4 separate regions of the Sus scrofa genome follow, and regions 2, 3 and 4 are each linked to region 1. The links are chromatin contacts, called in public Hi-C, HiChIP or PLAC-seq and promoter capture Hi-C maps. All regions are on one chromosome and are shown on one strand. Each heading gives the region's core, a stretch centred on a gene start, on an enhancer-like site or on the middle of the called end of the contact. The rest is flanking DNA. Distances are from core to core; before and after follow the strand shown.

Region 1 (4,648 bases), core at 836-3,335:
CACAGATTATAATAATCCCTAACATTTACACACAGTATTATATAGGTCACATGAATTACCTCATTTAATCCTCACACTATAAAGTAGATATCATTCCCATTTCACAGAAGGGAAAACTGAGGATCAGTGATGCTAAGCATCTTGCTCTAGTTCAGATGCCTAATAAGTTACAGGGATGGGAAAAAAGAAGGCAGTTCTACATTCACAGTCCATGAACTTAACAGTACTCTGTTTCTACTAACAGAAGAGAAAAATAAGAAATTAAGTAACTTCATCAAGGTCACAGCTAGTAGGTAGTGATGGTATTATTCAGAGAATACTAGTACTTTTCCCCAACATGCCACTCCTTAACCACTCTATTATACTTATCTAACCTGACCAGCCTGGCAACTCATTATTCCTGAGCAGGTCCTGCCTCTCCAGATTTCCCCTTTCTCAGTAGAAGGCCCTAATTCCCATGTACATGCTTCTGGACATGTGATCAGCATCTTTTCTCCACCAGTTCAAACTACAGCCTTCCTCTCATATTTTGCTACAAACTCTCCTCCTCCTCCTCACATGTGTTTTCCCCTTACTAGACTGTGAACGTGTCTTCTGTACCTCTCACCAGCCCCTATCACCAGGCCCTACTTCCACTGGTACTTGAGTTAGGCTGTCACAGCACCTTCTGCAGGTGCTGCCTACCTTACCTTTGCAGGACCCTCTCTCATCTTTTTGATCTGATCCTTATACTTCACTAGCTCAGCATCCAGGCGAGAAATCTTCTTGTCAATGGATTCTGCCCTGCTGTCCACCTTGAGGGAAAAAAAAATATCAAAGGCAGTGGTAGTTATGGCAATACATTTACATGAAAAGTGGCAGGAGAGGAGTGAATAAAGAGGAATTAAAAAAAGGAAAAATAAGAGCATAAAGTGAAAGGTGAAAACAGATATTTCTAATGGTGGGGAGGAAGATACCCGGTCAGAAACACTGGTGGGGCTTTTATAAACTATACCCCAGATTGTAATATTCCAGAGTTGCCCTCAAGTGTATTTGAGCAGAAAAATAATTTGAGAACCCCTCGTCTGAGTTGAGATTTCTCTAGAATCAGAGACTAGTCCAGCTGGGGGCTCAATCAGGAAATAGGCCAGTGCCCAGTGGATCCAGGCTATGGCTGTAGATCTATTTGCTTCAATAGAAAGTGGTGGCTTAACATAAGAGGCCAGGGTTCTGAATTTTGTGTTACTGAGATTCAGAATGTTGAGGTAGGATATCAAACCGAGGATGGGGACGTGAGAGAGGGATGAGCGATGGTAGAGGAATTAGGGGTCGACTGGACGAGGTGGGAAGAGTGTGTGAACCAGTGAGGGGATAAAGAGTGAGTGGACGCGGGCTTCAGAAGGGGTGGGGCACGAGTAGGGCGAGACAGCGATGGCTTAGGGGGTCCCTGATTTGTGGCGTCACGAATGACCTGGGTAACAAGAACCAAAGTGGGGTGGCGAGAGCTGAGGTGTAATGAGCCCGGGCCCCGGAATGGAGTGGAGGAGTAGAAGCCTTGGGTGGGCGGGGTCGAAGTGTCAGAGTCCCTGAGCCTAGTTATGTGTGGTAAAGTGCCCACCGTGCCAATGCAGTCGGTCAAGCTGGGCGGCGGAGCCTTGGGTTTCGCTTTCCCGAAGAATCGGTTCATCTTGAACAGCCGCAAAGAGAACCTAAACACTGGAGCAAAACCAGAAACGGAAGCAGAGTCACCTCCGCCTCCGACTTGACTTCCGGACCCTGGCGCAAGCGCAATGTGCCTATTGGCGTTTCCCGATCCTTTTTCCGGATCTTCAACTGGGCCTTCCGGGGAAGGAGAGCGGCTGGAGGTAAGAGGTGAGGGACGCACATTCAGCAGGGGGCGTGGCTTCAATGGCGGTCGTGGGCGTGGCCCCAGAGGAGCCAGGCGGAGCCTCGCTGAGTGGGTGGGGCCTGGGGGCGGCTTCCTCGGAACAGAGCCCGCAGAAGCCAGCTGGGCTGCTCTGAGGGGCGGGGCCGGCGGGCCCGGGCGAGGCGGGGAAGGGGACCCGCGGGGTGGCAGGACGCCAAGCTAGGTTCCCACCGCTGGGAGGACAACAAACGCGGGTCTGGCGGAGAGCGGCGGCGCTCGGAGACCGCGAGGCGACCGGGAGCGGCTGGGCCCCCGGCGGCGCGCCCCTCGGCCGGGCCGGGAGCCGCGTCAGTCGGTGCCCCCAGCCGAACGCGGTTCGCCTCCCTCCGAGCGATCAGCTGTCCGGAGTGTGACCAGAGGGCATGCGGGATCCACCAGAGGTGCCGCCGCCTGCTCTCGCAGGCCGCGGATGAAGAAGAAAGCGCGGCCTCGCTCGGCCGGGAGCGAAGAGGTGACCCGGAACGAAGAGGTGTCCCGGAGCGAAGAGGTGGTCCGAAGCGAAGAGGCGGCCCTGAGTGAAGAGGTGGCCCGGAGCGAGGAAATGGCGGCAGCAGGGCTCAGCGTGACCGTCACCCACAGTGAGCGCGGGCTGCGGTGGGCTTGATCCCGGGCTACGAGAGTCCGTCGGGGTCTGTGGGTTAGGCTATGTGCCCTCTCGAAGTGTGTGTCCTTGTGTTTGGTGTCGGGACGCATGGGATCTTGTCTGGCCATGGGGCCGGCTTTTGTACGGGTCTTGTTTCGGCACACCTTTCCATGTGGCTGGTGTATTTTATCTCAGAGCGTTTTTAAGATCCACGATGTCAGTGCTTCACGTCGTGGGTTGTGGTCCTTATGTGTGTTACAAGTGTGGGCCTGCGTAGTTGTTGGTCTTTATGCCAGGCTTGAATTTGGCCATGTTGCTTCTGATTGCTATGTGTAACTCCTATCTACTGTTTGAGTTCGTTGGGTTCAGGCATACACTCTGGGCACCCTTTGGGTCTGCTTACTGTTGGAGTTGACACAGAGCTAGACAAGATAGTTCTCTAGAGAGCTGAGTTCATGGGGTTTCTTCAGGACCAACTGGTAGAGACCTCAAGGCTTCAGAATCTGTAGACCAGGATTCTAAATTCTGCAGGTTTGAGTGACCTTGGAATAGCTCCTTTCTAGGCAGCTCTTTCTTCTATGTGAAGTAGAATTAGTAACACCTGTCCTGCTGACTTCATGCGGCTGTCGAGCAGACTTAAGTGTTGGCATAATGAGCTGGACACAGGCTACCTCCTTACTGTCCACATACCCAGAAAGGAATCTTCCAAAAAGAAGTTTTCTGCTGTTTCAGTTTATTCACTCATTTGTCTGTTTATTGGGCACCAGCCATGTATGTGACCAGGTGCCCAGTGGGAGAAAGCTGAAGAAGAAACATTACAGCAAAGGAGACATAGTTCCTGACTAGTACAACACAGAGTAGAGGACAGAAAGGCCACAGGAGAGAGATGGCTTGTGAAGAAAAGCACAGATCTGGAATTAGACAGATCTGAGGTCAAGTACTGACTCTAGAGTTTGGTCTCATTAGACAGGTCTTAACTGGACTGAACTCAGTTTGCTTATCTAGCTGTGAAATGGGGAATAATAGGACCTATTTCATGGGGTTGTTCTGATGATTAAGATTGCATAAAATGAGTCTAGTCAGCTGCTTATGAATGTTAAGTGCTTAAAATATTAGCTGATTATCACTGATACTGTTAGTTACTATAATAAGGAAACAAAAATACTTGAGCAGACCTTGAAGGCTGGGTAAATAAACTGTCAGCCTATATTGATTTGTGTGAAAGAGTTTTCTTTTTTCTTTTTGTCTTTTTTAGGGCCGAACCTGCAGCATATGGAGGTTCCCAGGCTCAGGGTCGAATCAAAGCTGCAACTGCTGGCCTATGCCACAGCTACAGCAACGCCAGGTCTGAGCCAGTTCTGCAACCTACACCACAGCTCACGACCTACACCACAGGTCATGGCAACTTAGGATCCTTAACCCATTGAGCAAGGCCTCATGGGAACTAGTCAGATTCACTTCCGCTGAGCCATGACTCCTGAAAGAATTTTCTTCATCTAAACCTTCTCTATCTCCCCAGGCAATGAGAAGCATGATCTTCAGGTTATCCCACAAGAGGGCTGTAGTGAACCAATTGTCCAAGACCTGGCCCAGGTTGTTGAAGAGGCCACAGGGGTCCCACTGCCTTTTCAGAAACTCATATTTAAGGGTAGGTATTTCTTTTCCAGCTTTGAGCCCTTACAGCCAAAGGACCTATTTAAAACTTCTTAAGCTTACCTAATAGTGATTCTTAGTTTTCAAACTGGGACAGTTCTTATGTGCTTGTTCATTCATTCATTCCTTCAACAAATTTTTATTGAGGACCTACCATGTACTGAATACTTGCAAACATGTGTCCCCATTCAGCTACATGAGAGTGGCAGAAATATTACCACTTTTGATGAAGCACATGGGCAGTCTTTCTTGGGTAACTTAGAGCCTCTTCCCATTGTGTGTTCTTATGGCACTCCCTACCACTTCTTCATAACTTGTATTGCATTTTGTTTTGTTTTTTTTCTTTTTTATGGCTACACCTGCGGCATATGGAAGTTCCTGAACCAGGGGTCGAATCCGAGCTGCAGCTGTGGCCTACGCCACAGTCATGGCAACACCGGATCCAAGCTACATCTGTGACCTCTGCCACAACTTGTGGCAGCACCAGATCCTTAACCTGGGAGTGA
Region 2 (4,648 bases), core at 1,132-3,631, 770 kb after region 1:
TGTAGATCGGTGTAGCTCGCAGATGTGGCTCAGATCTGGTGTAGCTACAGCTTGGATGTGACCCTTAGCCTGGGAACCTCCATATGCTGTGGGTGCAGCCCTAAAAAGACAAAAAAAAAAAAAAAAAAAAGAAGAAGAAATGAGGCCATTCGGTTTGGGGAGAGGGTCAGCTGACGGCTTCTCAGGTGAGGGTGCTACTCTGATAAAGGACTTTCTAATCTCTAGGTCGCTTGGAGGGAGAAGGCAGGGCTGAGGTTGGAGCTGACTCTACAGGGGGAAGAAGACACTGCTCAGTGTGATTTAGGTGCATGGGTCCTGTTTTTTCTGTTTTCAGGTTATAAAAGCAATACACAAATGCATGCCTCTCACTCCATACTTCTTTCTCCGCCTCCCACTGAAGAAAGGGAGTAAGTAGCATGGGCCTATTCAGGGCTCTGGTGGTTAAGTCAAGCTAAGAAAAATGAAGGCAACTATGTTGTCCTCGGTGTACAAGTAACCATAGGGGTTGTTTTTCGTCATATCAAGTGTGACGCTTGCTTAGTACTTACTAGAAAGTATTAATAAGCAAAGCGAAGAACATCTAAAAACACACTGAACCCACAACCAAGAGAAAAATCACTCAGCGTTTGGCGCAGCTTTCGCCTCTGTCCACGCATGTGCAGATCTGTATGTACATGCACAAACTTTCTCTCCTCATAGCAACAGGAACACAGGGAAAGAGTCTTGGATAACATGTTTTTCAGTTTCACTGTGTTGTATGACATTTCATGGAGCAGCATTTTATAACATCAGTTTAAGGGCTGCATCATAATCCATTAAAGAATACTCCTTTCTGGTACTTCTAACCTTGGGCAGGGGTTTATGGCAGACAATACTGTTCAATAAACTGTTTTGCTCTGGGAGGGCTCTTTCTCTCCATATTATTTTGAGTTAATATGTACTAGTATCATATACGTCCGTTCAGAAATGTGATGGGACAATTCAAGTCATTTGTTTTATCAGGAGAGAGGAAGTGATGAGAACATTCTTACCAGAGAAATGATCCTTTAAAAAGTATAGGTTGTTGGGATTTTAGGTTTTTGTTTTCTCTGTTTTCAGGTGGTAAAAGCAATACACGAATGCTGCAAGCTAGGCAGACATGTGATATTACAAAGAGTAACAGGTTCCTTCCATGGACTCTGGATACCACTGCCTGGAACTGGCTACTGTTAATAGTTTGGTATGCCTGTCTTCCACATATTTATAAGGCTACATATATGTGTGAACAAGAAGCCAAGGAAATGATCCAGTGAGGGATCACACCTACCACACACCAGCAGGCAGGACAGACACTGGATTCTGGCAGGGGCTAGGAAAGGGCCACTCACAGGGACATAGCTCTGAAAGTGCAAAGTGAAGGAGCCCCAAGATTGGGGGGATCATATTCCAATAAACTCCAGGCCACACAGCCACTCACAGAAATGAACATGGAGGAAAGGAAGGCAAAAACATGCCTCCCTGTTCTTTTGGAAATGAACTTCTCAACTTGCACAAACTCCTCCACACTTGGCCCCGGCTCCCCATCGGCAGGTCTCTGAAGGCACAGGTCCTGTGTGCCACATGACTGCCACAATCTGGACACGCACGGCTCAGCTCTGCAGGCAGCCAGAGGCATCTGAGAGCCCTGCCGGTTTCCAGAGTGAGGTCAGGCTTGGCTGAACCTACCAGAGGTTAACACTGTCCACACAGGGGGTGGTGTGTGTTCCCATTCAGAGAAAGATCACAAATAAGCGGGTCTAAAGCCCGGTGAAGTGACTAAAGCCTCTGAAGCATTTCCTTAGACCAGTGGTTCTCAAAGTGTGGTACTGGGGACCCAAGAGAGCCACGTGGTCAAAACCATTTCATTATAATACCAAGATGCTATTTGCTATCCTCGCTCTCACATTTTCAGGAGTCTACAGTGCAGTTTTCCAGAGGCTACATCACATGTAATAGTGCAACAGTCTGAATGCAGAAGCAGATGTAGGAATCTAGCTGCTGTCTATTACACCTGACATTAAAGAGATTTGCAAAAATACAATACAATGCCACTCTTCCCATTAAGATTCCGTTTTGAAAAGAATGGTTATTTTCATGAAAATATATCAACATATAATACATCCATTATTATTTTTAACTGAATTTCTAAATAAACATTTCTGTTTTAGTTATGTATGGTACATATACATATAACCCACATAAACCAAAGTCCTAAGTAAAGGGGTTTTTGACTCCTTCCCCCAAAGTTTGAGAACGGCTATCCTAGAGGCTGTCCAGACTCCCTACCCCCACCCGGGAACACCCTCACCCTACCTCCTCACACCACCCCCTGAGGAGGGTTCTAAGTGTGGCAGGGAGGGAGGATGGGCCATTCTAAAGTGCTGGCTGAATTAGGAAAGGCTGCCTGTGCTCCTTCCTGGATCTCTGAATCCAATAGGACGGGCTCTGTGCCCACCCCTTCCACGAGGGTCTCTTCCCCCTCCATTTTCATTTCAGCAGTTAGTGTGGACTCCCCATCTGTGCCCTCCTCAGTGCGGATTTCCCTATCTGGCCACCCGCAGCTCCGTGAGAGGCGCACACCCTCTTTGGGGTTAGGACTTCCCAGATCAGCCCGAACTGTCTCAACGTGGATTCTTCCGGCGGCCCGAACAGTCCAGGCAAATAAGGCTGAGGGGAGCCATTTCCCTGTCCTCCGCGCGGCACAATCTGGGGACAGGGCGAGGGGTCAGTCCCCAGGAACTAGTCCCCGATTCTCCCCTCGGCCTTCCCCGGATCCTCGCCCCGGGCCACCTTGTGCGCTGCAGCCGGGCGCCGGGAAGGTGCCCGGGTGCCGCGGGCTCGCACCCACCCCGCCTGGGCCGGAGCGGGCAGCGCTCTGGCCTGGGGACGTCAGTCGGGCCGCGTAGTACTCACCGGTACTGCACGGCAGGGTCTGACGGGCGGCCCGGCACCAGGCTGCGGGGCGCTCCAGTGCGCTGCTTGGTTCCAGCCGCTGCCTCCGAGCGCCTCCCTCTGTCGCCCTCGGGCCACCGGCCGAGGGGCGGAGCCGGGGCGGGGCGATGGTGGGGTGGCCGGTGCCCGACTAGGACCCGAGGCCCGAGGGGCGGGGTGGGGCGGGGCCTGTAGGCTGCGGGAGACCTCGCCCCCGCACGCCGGAGGGAGGGTGGCTAGAGGTCGCTGGCCGGAAGCTGTCTCCGGCCAGGATCCTCCTCCGCGGGCCCAGGGCCTGGGACACGCTCTCTATGGGGAGTGGAGTGTGACTGCCCGGCTCGCTAGAAAGTAAGCCCAAGGCGCGGGGAAGAAATGCTGCATTTTAAAATGATTTGGCCGTCTCGGTGGAGGCTTCATTATCTGGCGCCCTGGTACCTGCGGTCACCTCCCCTCTCTTTCCTTTTGCCCCCACCCCCACCCCTGTCTTTAATGACTTGCAAAGCACGCTGAATGACTTGCGGGGACTTCAAAGTTTCCATGATTACGAATGCAGAGTTTAAACGTTAATTTTTTTATTTTATTTATTTATTTTTTAATGTGTAACAACACTTCCTAATGCAGGCTGTTCACTTCTCAGAAGTCAGAGACATGGCCGAGTTGACACTGAGTGGGTTTTTTTGTCTGCACCGGCTTTGATATGTTGCTTGGAGTTGCGCCTGCTCAGGCAAAGGTGGATGATTAGGTCTTTCTAGATGAAAGGTGAGATATTCTTGCCCAGTTTATATAGAGAGTGATTATAGTTTTCTGTCTTGAGTTTCTGAATAAAAGGATGAATAAATAATAACTAATACTGATTCCGGCTGCTACCAGTTACCATGTACTTACTCTGCCAGGGCCCTGTGATGCATATGTTATTCAGTTCATTTCTTCCAATTGCCCCATAAAGGGAGAAATATGACCTTGTTTTGCAGACATGAAATGTTCCTTAGCTGGGATTCAGTCCCCAGGGATTTCTGACTCTTAAGCCCCATTTCATCATGCTGCACGGTAGGCTATAGCTGTCCCCTACTTAAATTTTATATTTAAATATAAAAGGTTATCTTTAATTTTGAAAGAGGACATATCCCTTTTATTTCCAGTATGGGAGAAGACTTTTTTCTCACCCACTTTCTAAAGTCCTTTCATTCACTTTCATTGAACAAACTCCAACCTGAGGAGTTCCCATTGTAGCTTACTGGGTCATGAACCCAAACAGTGTCCATGAGGACTTGCGTTCAATCCCTGGCCTCGTTCAGTGGACTAAGGATCTGGCGTTGCTGCCTTGAGCTGTGGTATAGGTTGCATATACCACTTGGATCTAGGTGTAGGCAGCTGTAGCTCCTATTCGACCCCCAGCCTGGGAATGAGTGTGGCCCTAAAAAGGAAAAAAAAGAAAAAGCTACATTCATAACAAGGAAAGGCAGTTCTTGGGCTCATCTTAGCCTCCCACAAATATCCAACTGCCACCCCTTTCCATGCCAGTCATAGTCTTAATTTTTATGCCCTCTTTCTTACTGAGTGCCTTAATTCCTGAGCTGCCTTCGCAGGAAACCAGGATCCCCTGGCCATCTGCTTTACAATTAAGCACCAATCCCCTCAACATAGCTACTAATACAAACCAAATGTGATTAAATGTCCCATTGAATCCTTACAAGAGCCC
Region 3 (4,648 bases), core at 1,321-3,820, 640 kb after region 1:
TAAGGCAGCCATGGTAGTTACACACATAGTGTAACTTTTTTTCAGCTAGTTCTCCTGAGGTCTCAAGTTCATTAGACAGTCTGCTTCTAAGTTAATAGCACGTTTTATTTCCATCTTTCAGCTTCCAATGCCAGTGTTTTTGCTGCCAGGCTGCTAAGCCAGTGCCATATGGCTCAGTTTTTATTACACAGCATTAGTACCACTTTGTTACTAATTTCTGTGTTAGGGTAATGCTAGCCGTGGTAACAAGTTTTCCCCAAAATGTATTTTGGCTTAAACATAATACAAATTTACAATCCTGAGCAGTACCAGGTTGGGAACAGTTCTCCTCAGTCAAGTCATGGACTATCAAGCTGACAGAATCTGCTGTCTTAACAGAGCTGAAATTCAACCTAAGTACTCTGCTTAAATTATACAATTTGTCAGTGGAGGGTTCCAGGATTCTCACTACTTGGCTCTGGCTTTAAAGTCTGTGCCCATTCTGCCAAACACACTATATCTATGTTTGGAAAGACACCTGAACCAGCTAAGACGACAAAAAAGTGATGGAAGAGAACAAAAACAAAGCACAAAGGTGCAGCTACTGTCTTTGGAAAATAAAATGATTCTTCTGGAGTTCCCGTCGTGGCGCAGTGGTTAACGAATCCGACTAGGAACCATGAGGTTGCGGGTTCGGTCCCTGCCCTTGCTCAGTGGGTTAACGATCCGGCGTTGCCGTGAGCTGTGGTGTAGGTTGCAGACGCGGCTCGGATCCCGAGTTGCTGTGGCTCTGGCGTAGGCCGGTGGCTACAGCTCCGATTCAACCCCTAGACTGGGAACCTCCATATGCCGCGGGAGCGGCCCAAGAAATAGCAACAACAACAACAAAAAAAATAAAAATAAAAAATAAAAAATAAAAAAAAATAAAAAAAATAAATGATTCTTCTTTTGGCACCTCTTTTTAAAATCCACTTAACAACCCACCTGCATTACCGAGGTGTCTCTTGTTGGGGTGATTGTAAGCTGCCCAGGGAAAGTGTGCATTCTGCAACACCTGAGCCAAACAGTAAACTGGTGATGGCCTAACACATTCAGTTTCTGGGAACACATTACCTCCTTATTATTGAAGTGAAGATGTTTCCCTGCAACTTCTTTCAAGGGATTCTCCTATTTCTTGGGGCTAAGCAAAATAAAGATTATCTCTTTATCACTTTGTAAAGTCAACTTTCTTGTTCTTTCTGGTCATTTTGCTTGAGTGAAACTTCCCCTCTTCTTTCACTTACACCTTAAGACTTTGAATACTGGTTGCTTATCTTCAGACAGCATCTATTTTGCTTTTGTCCCTTTTAAAGTGTGAATGACAGAGCTGAACTAGATTTTCCACAAGGTCTATCCACATGGTGGAACTATCACCTCTGAAGACAAGATTTTTCACTAATGCATCTTTGTTTTTCTAGGGTGATACAATCCTGGAAACTGGAGAAGTAATCCCACTAATGAAAGAATTTCCTGATCAACATCACTGAAGATAACTTTAAAATTTCAAAGGCATATGAGCTATATTACCACACTTACTGAATATATTTTCTGGAAAAGTAACTTTAATAAAGTTTACTCTCAGATATGTGTCTTTTTCTTCCCAAACATTATACAATTTGAGACTCTTTGAATTATTTAATAAATAAAAACTGGGCATGTTAAATGATTTGAGCAAGTCACTTTTTTGGCCATTCTTGATTTGGAAAGAGGATGTAGGAAATTTAGTCACATGATAGTTTTTTTCTTACAGTATGTAATCTAGTCTTATGTGAAGGTATGCAACATAATGAAATCATGCAATAAATATAAGAAATTTTACACACTTTCAATTTTTTCTTTTTGCCTTTTAGGGCCGCCCCCCCCCACACACACATGTAAATTCCCAGACTAGGGGTCTAATTGCTACAGCCATGGCCATGCCAGATCTGAATTGCGTCCACCACCTACACCACACAGCACATGCAACTCCAGATCCTTAACCCAAGGAGTGAGGCCAGGGATTGAACCGGCATCCTTATGGCTACTAGCCTGGTTTGTTACCGCTGAGCCACAATGGGAACTACAGATTGTTTTAAAGAAGGCTTTTTGAGGCATTTCAAAAGTGTTTTAGAAACTAGCTTGAAAGGCTGTCAGATCCAGGTTCTTTGTTATATGAGATGATAAAAGACAAACCCCTAAATATTTGATAAATTAATACATTAACGGTTATTACAAAAGACTACACCAAAATGAAAGTGGAAACTTGTATTAAGGATTTTATTGTGAATCAAGACGAGTCCGATAAGCATGAGGTAAAGAACTGTATATACATAGAATTAAATTCAGAGGCGTTACAAATGTTCATTCGTCCCGAACATTTTGTCTGGGTGTTCCTTCTTTAGCTGTCGCCGCGCAGCTACAGTTGATGCATAGATGACATATCCCCATGAGAGTAGTACGACCGCGAGGAGCAACTGAAAAATGCAAGAAAAGGAGTAAAAGCAAAAACACGTGAGTGGCATTTCCTCCCCGCCCCCATCAGACAGCCCTGCACGTTGCCAAGGTGCAAATTTTAATAACAAACGAATAAATGGGGTTCCGGAGGCGAGTACACCAAGCCGCCCTGACGTAAGAAGCGGAAGAGCGTGTCCTCCAGGAAGAGGCGGAGTCGAGGTGAGGGAGTGAAAAGCTTAATTCAGGAATGGATTTTGGAGTTTTTGGGCGCTGAAGAAATACGGGGCCTTCCACCCGCGGGCCGGAGGAGTCGAGCCCTTGGGGCCCCGCCAGGCCCGGGGCCTACCGCTGAATAAATCCGGTCTAGGGTGCGGCGACTCACTGGCTTCATGGTAAGGAGGCGGCGGCGGTCCACGGGCACGGGCGGAAGCTACAGGCCTTGTAGTATCCTCCGGGGCGGTGGCTGCCGGGCGGCGGCGGCGGCGGCGGCCATCTTGCAGCCGGGCGCGAGCGCCCGCCCCGTCGCCTCCGCGCGCGTTTCCCATCGAGCGGCCGGCCTCTTCCGCCCGGAGCTGGGGGCGGGTCACGTGACGGCGGCCTAGCCCGCCTTTGAGGGAGGAGGTGAGAGAAACGAGGAATTATTTACTTCAAAAGTGGGTTTTTTGTTTTTGCCGCTGAGAGGGATAGGCTTGACTCGTCAGCCGATCTTCCTTCACTTGCTGTGCAGTATTAATGCAGGATAAGGTACTGTCGTGTGCATTTAAAAGTTTACTTGAAAAAAAAATCCACGTTTTAAATATTACACCGGCGTCCAGCGGTGGAAGAATTAATGTTTCCTCCGGGACTTGTTCCCACAACATAGGTAGTCGTTCGTGTATATTTATCTTTGAAGTAAGCTAGAATGCCGCCCGCTTTTATGTTAACTAACGCATCGTTATGGGAGTCCTTGTTAATTGAGCTTCTTTAAAAAGTCTTTGAGAACGCGATGGCTTGTTGATGCCAGTGATACTTATAAAAAGAAATCACCTGGCACGGACTACCTAGCCTAATGTACCTGCCAATCAACAAGTGTTGGTTGAACATTTGTGCTCAGAACGGTAGCAAGATCAGATAAATATTAAGCCAAAGGACGGAGTTCTGTACTCGGGCCGTTGTAGTAAGTTCAGCTCTAGAATGTTTGGGACGCGCACATTTGAGGCCTAACGGTAGAATGAGGCAACGGGCCGCTTTAGGCTCTAGATGTCTTGTCTCTAAGTATCTCAGTTATGAACTGCACAGAGTTTTCATCCAGCTTTCGGGGAGTGCGGAAGGAGGAAAACGTCATCTGGGGACGATTTCAAGGCTCTGTGGTCATAGGTAAAATCCCTGTTTATCCCCAGACTGGAATAGATCTCTGTCTCTGAAGACTGTAAACCTCGGACTTGGGATTCCATTCGAATCCCGGTGTTGGTTGGTAACTGCAACCGAAAGTCACTTCAGCTCCGTGTAACTCCGTTCCTTTATCTGTACAGCAGAGAGTTTCAGTAACTTCTCAGAGTTTGGTGAGGTTTGAAAGGAGATCGAACTAGTTACCGTGTCTTCCGGGTAAGGTAGAAGCGAACATTAACCCCCCTGCCGCCACCCCCCGAGAGATTGATAGTAACAGGAGTGAAGCTGTGGTAGCGATTTCTGTCTGGGGGGTGCTCTCGCCGCTCCCATTCCTGGGGCGGAGGGCGGTGGACGGTGGGGGAAGGGCCGGGTCCGGGCTGCGCGCGCTAGGCCCCGCCCTCGCTGCTGGCGTCTTCCACCGCGCATGCGTTACGTTGGCGGGTGCTGTGTTTTGACGCGCTGGGCCTGCCAAGTGGGTTTTGCCTTCTGCCACCGCCCCCAAGCTGCCATTGGTGATGATCGCTTTACGTCACAGGGGTCGCAGCAGCCGCCGGGGTCTCCGCTGTCTCGCGAGGAGGGTGAAGCGCCCCCGCCCGCTCCGGCTCTTGAGGGCCGGCGGAGAAGTCGCCGGGTTCGCCTTCGTGGGTCCTGCCGTCACCGACCCAGCTTTCTGGGCCGCCGGGAGCTTGCCACGAGCGCCCCAGCCGGGCCTGCACCGGCATCCTCCGAGGTGAGTGAGATCGGGAACAATGGGGCGCGGAGGTCGGAAGGGCTGGGCGAGCCCAAGCTCCCGCTCGCATCGAGGCCCAGGGGCGCGGGAGCTGCGGTC
Region 4 (4,648 bases), core at 1,398-3,897, 550 kb before region 1:
GTTCTTAATCTTCTGAGCCACAACAGGAACTCCAAGAGCATTGGAACTTTCAGCACCACCTTCCCAATGTCTAGGAAAGGGAGAGGGACAGGGAATTAATTACCAATGGCTAACGATTTAATCAATCATGTCTACGCAATAGAACCTCCATGTAAACCCTCAACTATAAGGTTTGGAGAGCTCCAAGTTGGTGAACATATCCACATGCCATGGGGGTGGCACACACCAAACTTTCTGGGGACAGAAGTTCCTGTGCTCAGGACCCTTACAGATCTCATCCTATGAAACTTTTCATCTAGCTGTTTATGTGTGTCCTTTACAATATCTTTTATAATAAACCAGTAATAGTTTTTATTTCCAAGTTCAGCGAGCCATTATAGTAAATTATCGAGCCTGATAAATTCATGGAAATCCTGAGTTTATCTTTTTTAATATTGATTGCCATTTGAACTATTTCCAATTTAGGCCTACTTTGAATAAAGTTGCTATGAATATTCTTGTAAATGACTTTTGGTGGACATAAACATTCATTTCTTTTGGGTTTACAAAGTAGAGCCGCTTGGAGTTCCCATCATGGCTCAGTGGTTAACGAATCCGACTAGGAACCATGAGGTTGTGGGTTTGATTCCTGGCCTTGCTCAGTGGGTTAAGGATCCGGCGTTGCTGTGAGCTGTGGTGTGGGTCGCAGATGCGGCTCGGATTCCACATTGCTGTGGCTCTGGTGTAGGCCGGCGGCTACAGCTCCGATTTGACCCCTAGCCTGGGAACCTCCATATGCTGTGGGAGCAGCCCAAGAAATCGCAAAACAAAACAAAACAAAACAAAAAAACAAAGTAGAGCTGCTTGATGATAGGGTACATGTATTTAGCTTTGGTAGGTACTGCCACAGATTTTTTCCAAATTGTTTGTGCCAATTTACACACCCACTCGAGAGTTCTAATCATTCTACTTTCTCACCAATTCTTGGTATTATCAGTCTTTTAAAAGCAATTATAAACTTTTAAACTTCCAAATAAATCTTCATTCTATTTTGTTCCCACAGAAATGGTGAGCTCTGCATTCAGGGATAGTTCCTGGGATGTCAAAATGAAGTGCACCAAGCTTGAGGATAAGCCTAAGACCTCTGACATGAACAGAGACCAAGATTCAAATGCAGCCAAGCATTAGCTTAGAGATTCTCAAAGGAATTCCAGACTCTTGGCCAATGGGCTCCTGGGTCATCCAGAGCATTGTGAGGCAAGACAGAACTGGAACAACTGGCTCAAAAAAGGAAAGCTGACCCACTGCTGACCCACTTGGGTGTATGTCTCTGAAGAGATAGTCCTGACTAAGTAAGATGGGGCTGCCTTTCCCGAGGTGGCATTAGGGATTAGCTGCAGTGCTGACTTGGGATGGCGGAAGACACTGTCTCAATCTGGTTTTTGGTTCGGCTTGGAAAACAAATCCAAATCTCCTTGTAGGCAGAACTTCAGATGGGCCAACAGAGCTCCCTGCAGGTATGAGGCCTGAAGCCTGAAGGGATGGATGAGCAGGTAACTGGGCACTAAAGCCTGAGGCCAGTCAGCCCCAAGCCAAGCAAGAGCTTCCTGCTTCCTCAAAGGATTTCTTTATCTGAGCAAAGTGGGGGCTGGCACTCAAATCCCTACACAATCTTCTGAAAACGGAGGCAAGGGTGATTCTGAAGGAAGAGCGCTTGTCCGGTGACCAATGCCAGCTTTAACTATACTGACAGGTCAAACGCCACTCTTCTCGGTGGTTTAGAATTTCACCCAATCTGCCCTGATGGAGACGCAACTTGGGCCCCAAGAGAGAAGCAGGGAGTGGCAGACAGACCTCTGTTCCAGTCCTTAGCTTAGAACTGCATGGGAGACTAAGAAATATAAATCACGGAGGGAGGCCTATTTCGTAGAGCACAAAAGACAGTGCGGCCAGGAGGTAGTGGGACGCTAAAGGGCAGTGAGGTCCCACGCAGCAGCTAAGGGAGAGGTGACTGGAAGGCTGTTGCGGTTAGTACAGCGACGGGGGGGGGGGGGGGGGGCAGCCGAGGGAGGGAGAAGACCGGGTGGAAAATGAAGCCCAAGAGCACCCCAGGAGTTGGGGAGAGGGCAGCCAGAGGCCCCTGGGATGGTGTTGGTGGGGGAACCCGGGCAGGGCCGGACAAGTTCTCTACAGTGTGAAAGTCTGAACAAACTGCTGTGGATTTCGAGCCGGACTCCACCTTGCGGGGTCGAGAGTGGGTGTGGCGGGAGAGGGTAGTTATGCCTCTTCCCGAAGTGTCCAATCCTTGGAGCCAGGGCTCGGTTTAATAGAGTTCGGGGAAACGTGCAGCCTTCAAAAGGAGATAACCAGAAGCGACTGCGGGGTAAAGGCGTGTTAGGAGGGATTCCTTCTCCGAGCGAGGTGCCTGCGCTGGGCAAGCGGGCGCGCAGGGCGGTGAAGTCGGCGGGTAGAACCTAAATTCCTTTACCCGCAAGTCGCACATCTCCAGCGGTCGTCAGACGGCGGTTGAAAAATGTCCGGAGCGCGGCGCGGGGGGCGGGGAGGGTGGGGTTAAGCAACAGCCACAAACTCTACTGCGAACCCCAAACCCCGCCCCCTAGTCCCGACCGCGTCTCCTAGACGACGTGCTGCCAAGTGCGGCTGCGCGAGGGTGACGGAGCGCGGGCGAAGGGGAGGGGTGTTTTGGTTCCAGCCGCTCGCCGTCCTTTCCAGACTCCGTCGTCGTAAAGCTTCGGGTTCCTGCCTCCCCTTCCCCTTTCCCTTCCCTTTCCCGGCCCCAGTCCTCCTTCCCTCCTTCCCTTCTGCTTACCTTCCTTATTTTCTACTGCCGCCCGGGGTCCGGGTCATTTTCCGGGCCGAGCGCGCTAAGGTGCGCGGCCCCGGGGCCCAGTATATGACCCGCCTTCTTGCTCCCCCACGCTTCCCCCGCCCCATGTGGCTGCGGGGCCGCCGCGGCGCTGCCCACTATGGCCCGGAAAGCAGTTAGCAGGAAGCGGAAAGCGCCCGCCTCGCCGGGAGCTGGGAGCGACGCTCAGGGCCCACAGGTGAGGGCTGAGAAGTGGGAGCCGGGTGATTAGACCGAGACACCTAGGGAATAGGGTTCGCAGATGAGGAAACCTTAACGGGGTCCAAGATCTATAGTCGGGGGTTTGGAGGGGGGGAGCTGGAGGTGGAGGGGAAGAGCAGAACCTCGGTCTGTAGAATCAGGGATGGGCCCTTAGGAGTTCACTGGAAAGCAGAAAGACCGCAGGGCTGAGGAGCTAAAGGGGAACATGAGAATGAGGTATATTCCAGGGAGGCCTGCAGCCGGGAGTGGGGTTTGGGGAGAAGCAATCTGGGTTTAAAGGAAGGGGATCAAAAGGAATCGAAGGAAGGGAACAAAACCTCCCACAAATACGTGAAGGGAAAGTTAAGCCCCCCTTCCAGTGGCCGGGGGAAGCGGAGATGATTGCGTATCTCATATAGGAATGAGCCTCCCTAAGGATCCTCAAGCCCTGAGCTGGGTCTTTTGGTACTTGGACGCCTAGGAGAGACAGCAGTTTTCAGGTATCACTCCTATCCAGCTCTCTTTGGCAGGGAAGACCTTGGTGGTGGTATTCAGACTCAGATTTCCCATGCCTGCCACCCCTTTGGTGTTTAATTTTTCAAATTTTTCAACTGTCTGGAGCATGGACCTGGTGACAGGAAGGTGGCCATTGCCTGAAAGACCTGGGATCCTAGTCAGGCTCCTTGGGCTGCACCTTCTATGCTCTGCAGGGAGTGCAGGCCGAGACAGAGAAGGGGGCCATTAGAGATGTAGTCCAGGTCTGTCTCTGCCCTTTATTCCCTCCCCTATCAAAAGTACTCAGGTACTTTTAGATACCTGAATCCTTCACTTCTAAGAAGACTTAGTTTTCTTTTGTCCTTTTTTCTGCTTTCATGTCCTTGTCTTTCAGCCCTTGTTTCCTGTAGGTAGGTTTGACTATGAGCAGCATCTTTTCAATGTTGGGAGAGTTAAACTGGACTTTAGATTGACTTTGCTGTCTTTTGTTTTGTATTGTATTTTTTTTTTTTTGGTCTTTTTTTTTTTTGCCATTTCTTGGGCTGCTCCCGTGGCATATGGAGGTTCCCAGGCTAGGGGCCGAATCGGAGCTGTAGCCAGCCTACACCAGAGCCACAGCAACGCCAGATCGTTAACCCACTGAGCAAGGCCAGGTATTGAACCCGAAACCTCATAGTTCCTAGTCGGATTCATTAACCACTGCACCACAATGGGAACTCCTAGTATTGTGTTTCTGTTGTATGTAAATCCTGCAGAAAGAATTTTTGTTGAGTTCCTTAATACAGTAGGATCTCTCCATCTGACAAAGGTAGCAAAAGCCTTGATTTTTAATTTTGCTTTCCACAGTTTGGCTGGGATCATTCACTGCACAAAAGGAAAAGACTCCCCCCAGTGAAGAGATCCTTAGTGTACTACCTGAAGAACCGAGAAGTCAGGCTACAGAATGAAACCAACTACTCTCGAGTGTTGCATGGTTATGCAGCACAGCAACTTCCCAGTCTCCTGAAGGAAAGAGAGTTTCACCTTGGGACCCTCAATAAAGTGTTTGCATCTCAGTGGCTAAATCATAGGCAAGTGGTGTGTGGCACAAAATGCAACACGGTAAGT

What was found. Promoter capture Hi-C pulls out the DNA fragments that hold promoters and counts their contacts. Hi-C and Micro-C count contacts between places; a contact is called where the count stands out from the background. HiChIP or PLAC-seq counts read pairs in DNA pulled down with a chosen protein or histone mark.
Region 2: a Hi-C map of heart right ventricle shows a contact between it and region 1, with 3 times the contacts expected there. The contact joins the promoter of LOC110255598 here to the promoter of BAG1 in region 1. A contact is called at or near these places in 1 of 47 Hi-C or Micro-C datasets (heart right ventricle) and 1 of 2 datasets of contacts at active chromatin or transcription factors (alveolar macrophages).
Region 3: an H3K27ac HiChIP or PLAC-seq map of alveolar macrophages shows a contact between it and region 1. The contact joins the promoter of TOPORS here to the promoter of BAG1 in region 1. A contact is called at or near these places in 3 of 47 Hi-C or Micro-C datasets (heart right ventricle, liver and skeletal muscle) and 1 of 2 datasets of contacts at active chromatin or transcription factors (alveolar macrophages).
Region 4: a contact with region 1 is called in a promoter capture Hi-C map of fetal liver, with 2.3 times the contacts expected there. The contact joins the promoter of DCAF12 here to the promoter of BAG1 in region 1. A contact is called at or near these places in 1 of 5 promoter capture datasets (fetal liver) and 1 of 47 Hi-C or Micro-C datasets (heart right ventricle).

Annotation. Positions count from the first base shown.
Region 1 is chr10:33,225,543-33,230,190 of Sscrofa11.1, forward strand. BAG1 (BCL2 associated athanogene 1) reads left to right here and starts at 2,086. Exons shown (of 7, transcript NM_001244791.1): 1 at 2,086-2,484; 2 at 4,009-4,137. The coding sequence starts at 2,316. CHMP5 (charged multivesicular body protein 5) reads right to left here and starts at 1,695. Exons shown (of 8, transcript NM_001244744.1): 1 at 1,598-1,695; 2 at 690-794. The coding sequence starts at 1,666.
Region 2 is chr10:33,998,825-34,003,472 of Sscrofa11.1, forward strand. LOC110255598 reads left to right here and starts at 2,382. Exons shown (of 3, transcript XM_021064275.1): 1 at 2,382-2,742; 2 at 2,823-3,297. The coding sequence starts at 2,382. It overlaps ACO1 (cytoplasmic aconitate hydratase), which reads right to left and starts at 3,071. Exons shown (of 21, transcript XM_003357729.3): 1 at 2,932-3,071.
Region 3 is chr10:33,863,397-33,868,044 of Sscrofa11.1, forward strand. It overlaps TOPORS (E3 ubiquitin-protein ligase Topors), which reads left to right and starts at 2,571. Exons shown (of 3, transcript XM_013980194.2): 1 at 2,571-2,843; 2 at 4,355-4,549. The coding sequence starts at 2,841. It overlaps NDUFB6 (NADH:ubiquinone oxidoreductase subunit B6), which reads left to right. Exons shown (of 4, transcript NM_001044554.2): 4 at 1,437-1,596. The coding sequence ends at 1,505.
Region 4 is chr10:32,671,335-32,675,982 of Sscrofa11.1, forward strand. DCAF12 (DDB1- and CUL4-associated factor 12) reads left to right here and starts at 2,648. Exons shown (of 9, transcript XM_021064687.1): 1 at 2,648-3,044; 2 at 4,388-4,642. The coding sequence starts at 2,967.